Linked DNA regions of Ovis aries: region 1 is linked to region 2. Evidence: chromatin contacts called from public Hi-C data. All regions are on one chromosome and are shown on one strand. The core of a region is the stretch at or near the end of the contact, and the rest is flanking DNA. Distances in the headings are between cores, read along the strand shown.

Region 1 (4,516 bases), core at 180-2,679, 76 kb after region 2:
TGCTGGGTGGTGCCTTACTGAAACTGGCCGTAGAGGGAGTATTTACACCATGGAAATTGGCAAATGCTACAAAGTGGGGCTTTCCATCAGAGGGCTGGTTGTGAAGTATTTACCAGCAGGCCACTGCACCCCAGCCTCTGGCATCCAGAAGCAACACAAGAGCCCTTTGTTAGAACCACGCTTTCTGCGTTTCTGAGGCGGAAAATCAGAGCAGGGCATGGTAGCCGGGTGAAGGGTCACACTGCATTTTGGCTCTGTGACCACGCTCTGGCCACTCACCCTCCCAGGCTGAGGGTCACAAAGCAAAATGGCAGGGCCCCAGGGTAACCTTGCTACACATACCCTGGGTGGAGAAAGCATGAGAACAGAAAAAGAGAGGAAAAACAGAGATGGCAGATATGGAATGAAGGTTCAGAAGATTGGGAGGGAAGTGGCCCCATGTGAATGCCTACCACAGGCTACACTGTTCATAAATCACCTTGACACAACCGCCCTGGAAGGTGGGTATTACCACTCTCCTTTCATGGACAAGGAGACAGAGGCTCAGCTATCACCTGACTTGCCTCAGATCCCGCAGCTAGCTGGTGACAAGGCCAAATCTGAAGCAGGTCCGTGTGGCGGCAGCAGGTGAGGCAAGAAAAGACGGTAGGAAGGAAGGGTGTCTGAGGTCTTGCTCTCCTCCCCTGTGGGTTCCCCCCGACTGCCCCCAAGTCTTATTTCTTTGCAGCTTCAGGGTGGTCTGCACTGCTGCCAGCCCTTTCCTCCTCTGTTGCCTCTCACCTAGGTCAGTCTGCAGAGCTGACTTCCTCCCAGCCTCAAGCAAGACAGACGGCCCAAACCAGCCCGGCCACTTGAGCGCTAACACCTTTCAGTGGCCGCAGAGCAGGCTGGTGCCTGGCACCCCCTGCTTCCCTTCCGCACAGTGACCTCCTGACCGGCTCCTTAACTCCCCAGCACTGTGCTCCTAGGAGGTACTCTCCTGTGAAGGAGTAAGGCAGACGCTGGCTTGCTGGAGGCTCTTGGCTCAGGTCATCATGAGCAGGAGACACATTGCCTAGTGAATGCAACAGATAGAAACCATGGGTCTACCGCGTTTACCCCAGAATCCAGCCTGCCCCGGTGTTTGCAGCCCCAGGAATGCGGCTACTCGTCTGTTTTAACCCCTTTGGGGCTGGGCTCATGTAACTACGCTTCCCTGGGTCTCCCCTGGAGACAGAGAACTAGAGGGACACAAGAGAAGCGCCCACGTGAGTCAGGCTGCACGCGGAGACTGCTGCTCGGGTTAGTGCTCAGAGAGAGCCCAGGTCTTCTGGGCAGGCTAGACGGGGCAGGAGGTGTCTGCGCACAAGTGTGTATGTGTGTGTGGGGGGTGGTTCTCTGCTGCCTCTAGATGCGGCCATCAGGACTCACCCTCCCAGAGCCACAGGCCTGATGTGGGAGGACCTTCTTGCCAGCACTCTATCACCTCGCTTCACCCACATCCTCATGAAGCCACATCCTCTGCACTGGGGTCTGAGAAAGGCTTCTTGGGGCCGGGGTTCAGAGGCGGGGCACCCTGTGATTGCTCTCCATCCTGCCCCTCCGTGTCCTCCACACTGCAGGCAGAGGGCTCCCTCAGCAGCGCCACCCTCTGCTCAGCACCTGCTGTGGCTCCCTTGCGCCCTCAAGTCCTCCATGACCAGCACTGGTCTCTCTGCTGACACTTTTTGGCCACCTCATTCCTGGCTCACCTGTAAAACTGGAAAGCATGCAGGCGCCTTTGCATAGCTGTTTTCTCTGCCTGGGATGTCTCCGCTTCTCCTCCGCATTCAAACAGGAACCACCTATTCTTAGCCTCCTAACTGGCCTCCTGTTGCCAGCCTTGACCCCTCCCTACAGTCTATTCTGGACACAGCAGCTAAAAGAATCACACTTAAAAAAAAGTGTATCACAGTTCGAAATTCAAGGCCCGGCAATGGGCTTGACTTCACTCAGGAAAAGTCCCACTGGCCTACAAGCCCTCCCTGGTCTGTGCTGATAGTTACTTCTCCACTCTCTCTAAGGTGGCACAGATGGCTACTTCTCCCCCATTCTTTCTTCTGCAGTAAACAGACTTGGCTGAGTTTTAGCTTGGCACAGGGCTACTTGGAATGAGACTCCTTCACACTGGGAGTGGTCACATGACCAACTGTCAGCCCGGTAGGATGTAAGTAGAAGTGTTTTATGTAACTGCTTGGTAAGGATCATTACAGGAGGTGCTTACTCTGTTTCACCCTTTACTTGTTACTGCTGGCTAAAATGTGCACGTGATGGCTGGTGCTGCAGCAGCCACCTTGGGCCATGAGATGACCTCAGAAAATGCTGGCCACGTGTGGCAGAGCAGCAAGACAGGAGTCTGGGTCACTCCTATTGTCAAATACACTATTACTCCTGGACTATCTATGGAACGTGAACTGAGAAACACAATTAAAAATTTAAAGGCACAATTATTTTTAGTTACTATGCTCAGGCCTCCTTGCTACTGTGTGATAACACAAAGCAATGTCCACCTCAGGGCACTGTGCATTTACTGTTCCCTTGCCAGGGACAAGTTTCCTCTAGATATCTGCAGGGCTTCCTCCCTCCCTTCCTTCAGGCTCCTGCTCAAGTGGCATCTCATCAGCGATGTCCCCTGACCACCCTTACTTCACTCCGTTTTATTTCATGCCATCATGCTTTTTTAAAACCGTCATGGGTTCTATGTATTTCCTTGTCTCCTTGTCTGTTTTTCTGCTCTAGAACATAAGCTCCCGTCAGGGCGGCGACTCAGTTTCTTGTTAACTGCTATACTCACACTCCCTAAAGGCTCACAGGCCCACGGCCCATTTTTGTGCAAAGGGAGCAAAGAATGTACTTTAATAGTTTTAAACCCTTGTAAAGAATAAGAGGGAGAATAAGAAGAAGAGGAAACAAAAACATTAAGAGTCTGTATGCAGCTTGCAACGCCTAAAATATTTACTATCTGGCCATTTAGAGAAAAAATGTCTACCAACCCTTGACCCCAGAACATGAATGGCATCCGCAAAGGCTTAATAAATATCTTAACAGAAGAACGAATGTTTTAAAACAGCTTTAAATGACTTCTGACCTCAGGGAGACACTCAAATGCCTTCTCACACAGCATTTACACTGTTTTATTTTGCTTACACATCTGTCTTTTCTACCAGACTGTGAGGTTATTGCCCACGTGATGCTGGCCTTTGCATTCCTGGGGGCCTGGAACACTGCCAGGCACACAGTAGGTGCTTAATAGACAATGGACGAATGACCATGTTGGTCTTACTCACGCAGCACGGAGGCTCAGTGAACATTGTGGTGTGAATGAACAAAGGATGAAAGGAGACATCTAGAAACCCTTCCCGCTCTACACAGCTCGGGCCTCTTCCTGAGAACACACCGTGCGGAGTCCATTGGCAGGCACCTGTCCACCTCACAAGCAGCCAAAGACTACTCCTTCTTGTCTGTAGGTAGGGACGGAGGCTCTGGTCAAGCCAGGGTCCGGTAAGTCAGGTTACTCTGTCCAGAACGTTCAGCAGTTGCCACCTGCTTTTAACAACTGATGGTGCCCAGTGGTACCACATACAATTGTCAGGACTCTGGTCAATGGACTGATCTACTCACTTCTGCGCCAACTCCCCTCACCAAGCTGCCAACCAGTCTGGGATAACCATGAGCAGTGACGGGACCGGGGAGTGATGGGACTCATGGTGAACAGGCCATGAAGTCAGGAAATAAGGAGGGCAGGGGGCAGGGCGGGGGACTCAGCGCTGGCCTGAGCAGGCCAGGTGCTGGCTCAGGGCTCAGCACTCCTTCCGAGACTTGCTCAGGGGCCAGGTCTGAGCCTTAACTTACATCTCCTTCCTATTCTGCTCTAACAGTAGCTTTAGACTGTAGTTTCCCGCCACTAAGCGGCTCAGAATTGGAGCTGCTTTTTCAGCATCAGTTCTTCCAGGCAGGTTACTTCATTTTACCCAGAGGACTCAACTTATCAAAAACATCATTCGTTTGATCTACAAGGAGTCTCAAACTAGGCCACAGGCCATTTAAGTGTTAGGTGGAGACACCTACTAGAGGGCTATGATCTTGCAACCAGGCTTTATAATGCATAGTAATCACAGTACTTAGAAGCTGATACAGACAGAACTAAGTTCTAGGATAAGGAATGTCACTCTTGTGGTCCAGCAGGGAACAAGAGAGAAGGGAACAGTCAGGAGAAAGGAGGAGCTTTGACAGTGGAAGGGCAATTTTATCATTAAGGAAGTATCATACTATAAAATATCCTCAAGAGGTAATAGCTTTCACCTACCACAAAAGCTTTCTGTTTGGCTTTTTTTTTTTTTCTTCGTGATGGTAGCTTTAGAATGTTTAACTGATGAGTAATGGTAAAGACTTTACTTCTAGAAATTCACTACACTGTCTGTCTTGCTGAAAGAGCCCCCAGACAAGAGGCTACTTTGGTAAGTAAAGGGTAGAAAAATCAGAAAGAGATGGTCCTTAA
Region 2 (4,829 bases), core at 560-3,059:
ATTATGCTATGACTTGAAATGCACTACCAAGTACCGCTTTCCATGGGCAATTTTTTTTCAAGATGCTTTGCTGAGCTCTCAGTTTGCCCAGGATTTAGTCATACAGGATGCCCATACATTTTAATGAAGTAGCATGGCTAAACATCATGTAATCAGGACATTTACAAGTCAAAAGTTAGGTGTATGTGGAGTTTAATGACAGGCAAGCAACTGGTCCAAATGCTAGCATGTTAAGAAAAAGTTGTAAACCCACCCACCCAAACGATTTAGTTTAGGAACTTACACCCCACATTTCTGTGACATCTAACATAAGGCTGGAACAAAACCAACACTGTCATCTTTGCTATTCCTAAAAGCTGTTTCTTCTTTAACTAAAACATTCTGTCCTCTACACAAGGTATAGAATGGGCCCAGCAAGAGATCATATAACTAAAAGTAGAATTAACTGGATTACTCTTCTCGTATACTACAACATTGATTGCATTAAAATAACTCTCCTCAGCAAACATATTTACAATAAAGTACAAGTGCGTTCCGTGTCACAGAAACTTTTAAAGTACGGATCCTACTGGGGTAACAGCATTTGTACTTTTATCCTACATTATTTTCCTTTACGTAAGATGGATAGGAATTTGACTAGCCCACCCCGACAGTGCACTGGCCCAATAACCCCAGGCTGGAGCAAGAAGCCACGTTTTACTCCGGCAGACCATTTCCCCACCCCTCGTTAAAATAATGCCTGTGGCCACTTGAGACTTCCCCAGCCGAGTTCCAGAAACTTGCAGGTTTAAATGGCCAAATTGGAACCAACCAGGGCAGCTGTCATCTGAAACTCAGGAAAGCGGAGACCAGCCAACTCTGCTGAACAAGGCCGGGTTCGGAGAGATGTGGCGGGGCCCGTCGGAGGGAATGCATTAGGCTCCCCTCCCCCACCCCCCCCCCCCCCCCCCATCAGTTCGCTTTCCTGCAACCCCAGCGCCGCCATCCTGTTCCTGAATAATTAAACGGGCTGGAGAGGGAGCGAGGGAGCCAGAGGCAGTTTCTGGTCGAGTTTCCCCAGCCGAGGCGGTGGGGTCGAGAGGCCGTGGGCTACCTTCCTGGAGCGCGGAGTGCTTTTCTGGGACGGGGGTGGGGGAGTCAGGGAAAAAAGGGGGCGACCCGGCGGCCGGCCGGAAGCGGAGCGCGGGGAGTGACGTGGAAGAGGGGATGACAAAGGGGCGCGGGGGCCCCGGCCGCGAGGCCCGCAGGGGCCGGGACAGGTGGCCAGGCCCGGCCGGGAACAATGGGGGGCCGAGGCTGCCCCCTGGCGCTCACCTACCTCCGGTGCCCTCCGAGTTCTCGTTGAGGCTGCCCGAGGAGTCGTGCTGGGCGCCCACACACCCGCCCATGGGGGCCCCCGGCGCCTCGTCCGCCACCTCCGGGCGCTCGTCCGGGCCCGCCGCCGCCTCCGCTTCCTCAGGCGCCGCCGCCGCCGCCGCCGAGCTCCGGACCAGCGCTCCGCTCCGCTCGCTCGCCGCGGCCCAGCCTCCGCCCCCCTCTCCGCTCCACCCACCGCCTTGGCTCGGCCCCTTCCTCCGCGCCCACTTCTACCTCAGTCCCCGGGCCGCCCGCCCAGCAGGCCTGGCCCGCGCGCCGCCCTCGCCTCCGGCTCGGCCCCGCCAGGCTGGGGCTGGCCCATCCCGGGCGGGCCGCGGCGCCCACCTCACGCCTTCACAGCCCCGCGCTCCCGCGTGCAGGCGAGCCCCGCGCCGGCGCCCCGCGGCCGCCAGACCCCATCGGCCCCCGCCCCGCGGCGCCGCCCTCCGCATCTAGGCCTGGGCTCCGCGGGGCCCTCCCGGAAAGGCCGGGGGGCGGGGCCGTGGGAGGCCGCGCGCTGATTGGCTGCGGGCGGGGCCGCGGGCGGAGGGGCGGGGCAGGAGGCGGGGAGGCGCGGAGGGGATGCGAGGCGGGCGGGAGGGGGCCCCCGAACCCGAGGGAACGAGGCGGCTGGGGTTCCGTCCCCGGGAAGAGGCCGAGAAAGCGGGCGTGGAGGAGGGAGAGGGAGAGACGGGAATGAGCAGAGAGAGCGATGGAGGGGGAGAGAGCAGGACAGACGGAGTAAAAGTGAATAGGAAAAGTGGAAAGGGGAGAAATCGAGTTTCTGACTCCTCCTCCGGCGTCCCCTCCTTCTGGTAGAAGCGGGTCGGGAGCGGGCGGGGGTGGCGCACGGAGGAGTAGTGATGGAAGGCTCGCGGGCGGGGTCCCACGTACCCGGCGGAGGGGTGCTCCTGGCTGAAGATTGAAGTGCACCTTGTGGATTTGTGTAGAGTCCAGTGGGTTGCTATCCCAAGTCCTGGCTTCTTGCCTGCCCCATCCCCCTGCCCCCCTGCAATCTCTGTGCCCCATTACTAGACGTAGAGGCGGGTCTTTGTGGTTGCAAACTGGACTGAGATTACAGAGGCAGGGCATCCGGGGCTGCGAGAGAGAAGCGTGGACCGTAGTTCAGGGGGGCGTGGGTTTGTTTCCTTCTCACAGGATTATTCAGACACAATGCTACTTCTCAAGATCCTGCCTTTAAGGGCCCTAAATCGTCCTTAGAACAAAATTAAATATAAATAAGTAAAATACCCCGCTTTTTCTAAACTAGAATTTGGTACACTGACCACGCCCGACATTCTTGGCCGTTGCTCTCCCAGTCTGAAGCCAAACTGTTAATGGTCCCTTTAGAATTGTGCTTCTCGCCAGGATGCCTTAAAATTTTTTATCACCTGGCTTGGGTCTTTCTAAAGCTTACTTCTGCCTAAGAGCTGTTTTAACTATCTGCTCCATTTTTATAATCAGATTTCTTTTTTTAACGTCCTGGGTCAGCTTTTGCTTAGCATTAAAGAAAAATTTTCAAGTAAAATACCTAGGAAAGTGGCTCTATGCAGCTTGGAATTTGCATTTAAATATATTTTCATACACTGCTGGTGGGAGTGTAAATTGGTTCAGTCTTTTTGCAAAGCAATTTGGATTGCAGATCAAGAGACTTAAAAATGTTCATACCCTTTGACTCAGGATGGGAATGTAGCTCACAGAAACAGTCCAAAATGGAGGCAAAGATTTCAGTCCTTGTATTCATTTGACAATCAGATTAAAACGAATGTCCAATAAACAGACAAAACCCTATACTTACATGAAAACAAAGTGCCTTGTGAGAAATAGAAGTCTGCTATATTAAATTTATACTGACTGACAAATGAGTGTTGTCCTAGGTACTCATGAACATTCGAAGAGCTTATATACAAGTGACATCTTTATGAGTTTTCAGAGGGTGCTCCGATATTCAGGTACTGTGTCATAAAGTCTTCTATCTGATCATCCTCAGCTAAGTATTCACATAGCCAGACAGACATCACTTCATCACTTCCCGGAAGGAAAGAAGCTGCATACTGATAGCTTCAAAGGGATTGCTTTGTCCTAAATTTTGCTCTAAACCAAGAAACCAAGTCCTGTCGGACTCTGCAGCCCCATGCACCACAGAGTCCATGGAATTCTCCAGGTCAGAATACTGGAGTGGGTAGCCTTTCCCTCCTCCAGGGGATCTTCCCAACCCAGGGATTGAAGCCAGGTCTCCCACATTGCAGGCAGATTCTTTACCAGCTGAGCTGCAAAGGAAGCCCAAGAATACTGGAGTGGGTAGGCTATCCCTTCTCCAGGGGATCTTCCCACCCCAGGAAGCGAACTGGGGTCTCCTGCATTGCAGGAGATTTTTACCAACTGAGCTATCAAGGAAGCCCGAGGAGCACTGAGAATTTGGCAGCTGAGAGGAGAGAGCAATGCCATTGAGAAATCCTTAGCTGTGGATGTTCTCCACCTTGCTTTTATCTTAAAACAGAGACACAGATTCCCAGGAGATAGTAATAGGGCTGCTAAGGGCTGGATCATCGAAAAAGCAAGAGAGTTCCAGAAAACATCTATTTCTGCTTTATTGACTATGCCAAAGCCTTTGACTGTGTGGATTACAATAAACTGTGGAAAATTCTGAAAGAGATGGGAATACCAGACCACCTGACCTGCCTCTCGAGAAACCTATATGCAGGTCAGGAAGCAACAGTTAGAACTGGACATGGAACAACAGACTGGTTCCAAATAGGAAAAGGAGTATGTCAAGGCTGTATATTGTCACCCTGCTTGTTTAACTTTCATGCAGAGTACATCATGACAAACGCTGGGCTGGAAGAAGCACAAGCTGGAATCAAGATTGCCAGGAGAAATATCAAGAACCTCAGATATGCAGATGATACCACCCTTATGGCAGAAAGTAAAGAAGAACTAAAAAGCCTCTTGATGAAAGTGAAAGAGGAGAGTGAAAAAGTTGGCTTAAAGCTCAACATTCAGAAAATGAAGATCATGGCATCTGGTCCCATCACTTCATGGCAAATAGATGGAGAAACAGTGGAAACAGTGGCTGACTTTATTTTTCTGGGATCCAAAATCACTGCAGATGGTGACTGCAGCCATGAAGTTAAAAGACTGTTACTCCTTGGAAGGAAAGTGATGACCAACCTAGATAGCATATTAAAAAGCAGAGACATTACTTTGCCAACAAAGGTCCATCTAGTCAAGGCTATGGTTTTCCAGTGATCATGTATGGATGTGAGAGTTGGACTGTGAAGAAAGCTGAGTGCTGAAGAATTGATGCTTTTGAACTGTGGTGTTGGAGAAGACTTGAGAGTTCCTTGGACTGCAAGGAGATCCAACCAGTCCATTCTGAAGGAGATCAGCCCTGGGATTTCTTTGGAAGGAATGATGCTAAAGCTGAAACTCCAGTACTTTGGCCACCTCATGCGAAGAGTTGACTCTTTGGA

What was found. A called contact is a pair of places that touch in the nucleus more often than the background predicts.
Region 1: a Hi-C map of blood shows a contact between it and region 2, with 3 times the contacts expected there. The contact joins the enhancer-like site here to the promoter of UBTD2 in region 2. A contact is called at or near these places in 2 of 16 Hi-C or Micro-C datasets (both in blood).

Annotation. Positions count from the first base shown.
Region 1 is chr16:4,298,957-4,303,472 of ARS-UI_Ramb_v3.0, forward strand. All of the region lies in intron 5 of SH3PXD2B (SH3 and PX domains 2B), which reads right to left. Among named protein-coding and RNA genes, the nearest start is that of UBTD2, 77 kb to the left of the region's middle. Within about 2 kb of position 1,430, at least 6 of the 54 cell types and tissues checked have an H3K27ac peak or open chromatin away from gene starts, as enhancers often do.
Region 2 is chr16:4,222,212-4,227,040 of ARS-UI_Ramb_v3.0, forward strand. UBTD2 (ubiquitin domain containing 2) reads right to left here and starts at 1,810. Exons shown (of 4, transcript XM_060400309.1): 1 at 1,319-1,810. It overlaps LOC132657935 (a long non-coding RNA gene), which reads right to left and starts at 933. Exons shown (of 2, transcript XR_009596742.1): 1 at 812-933.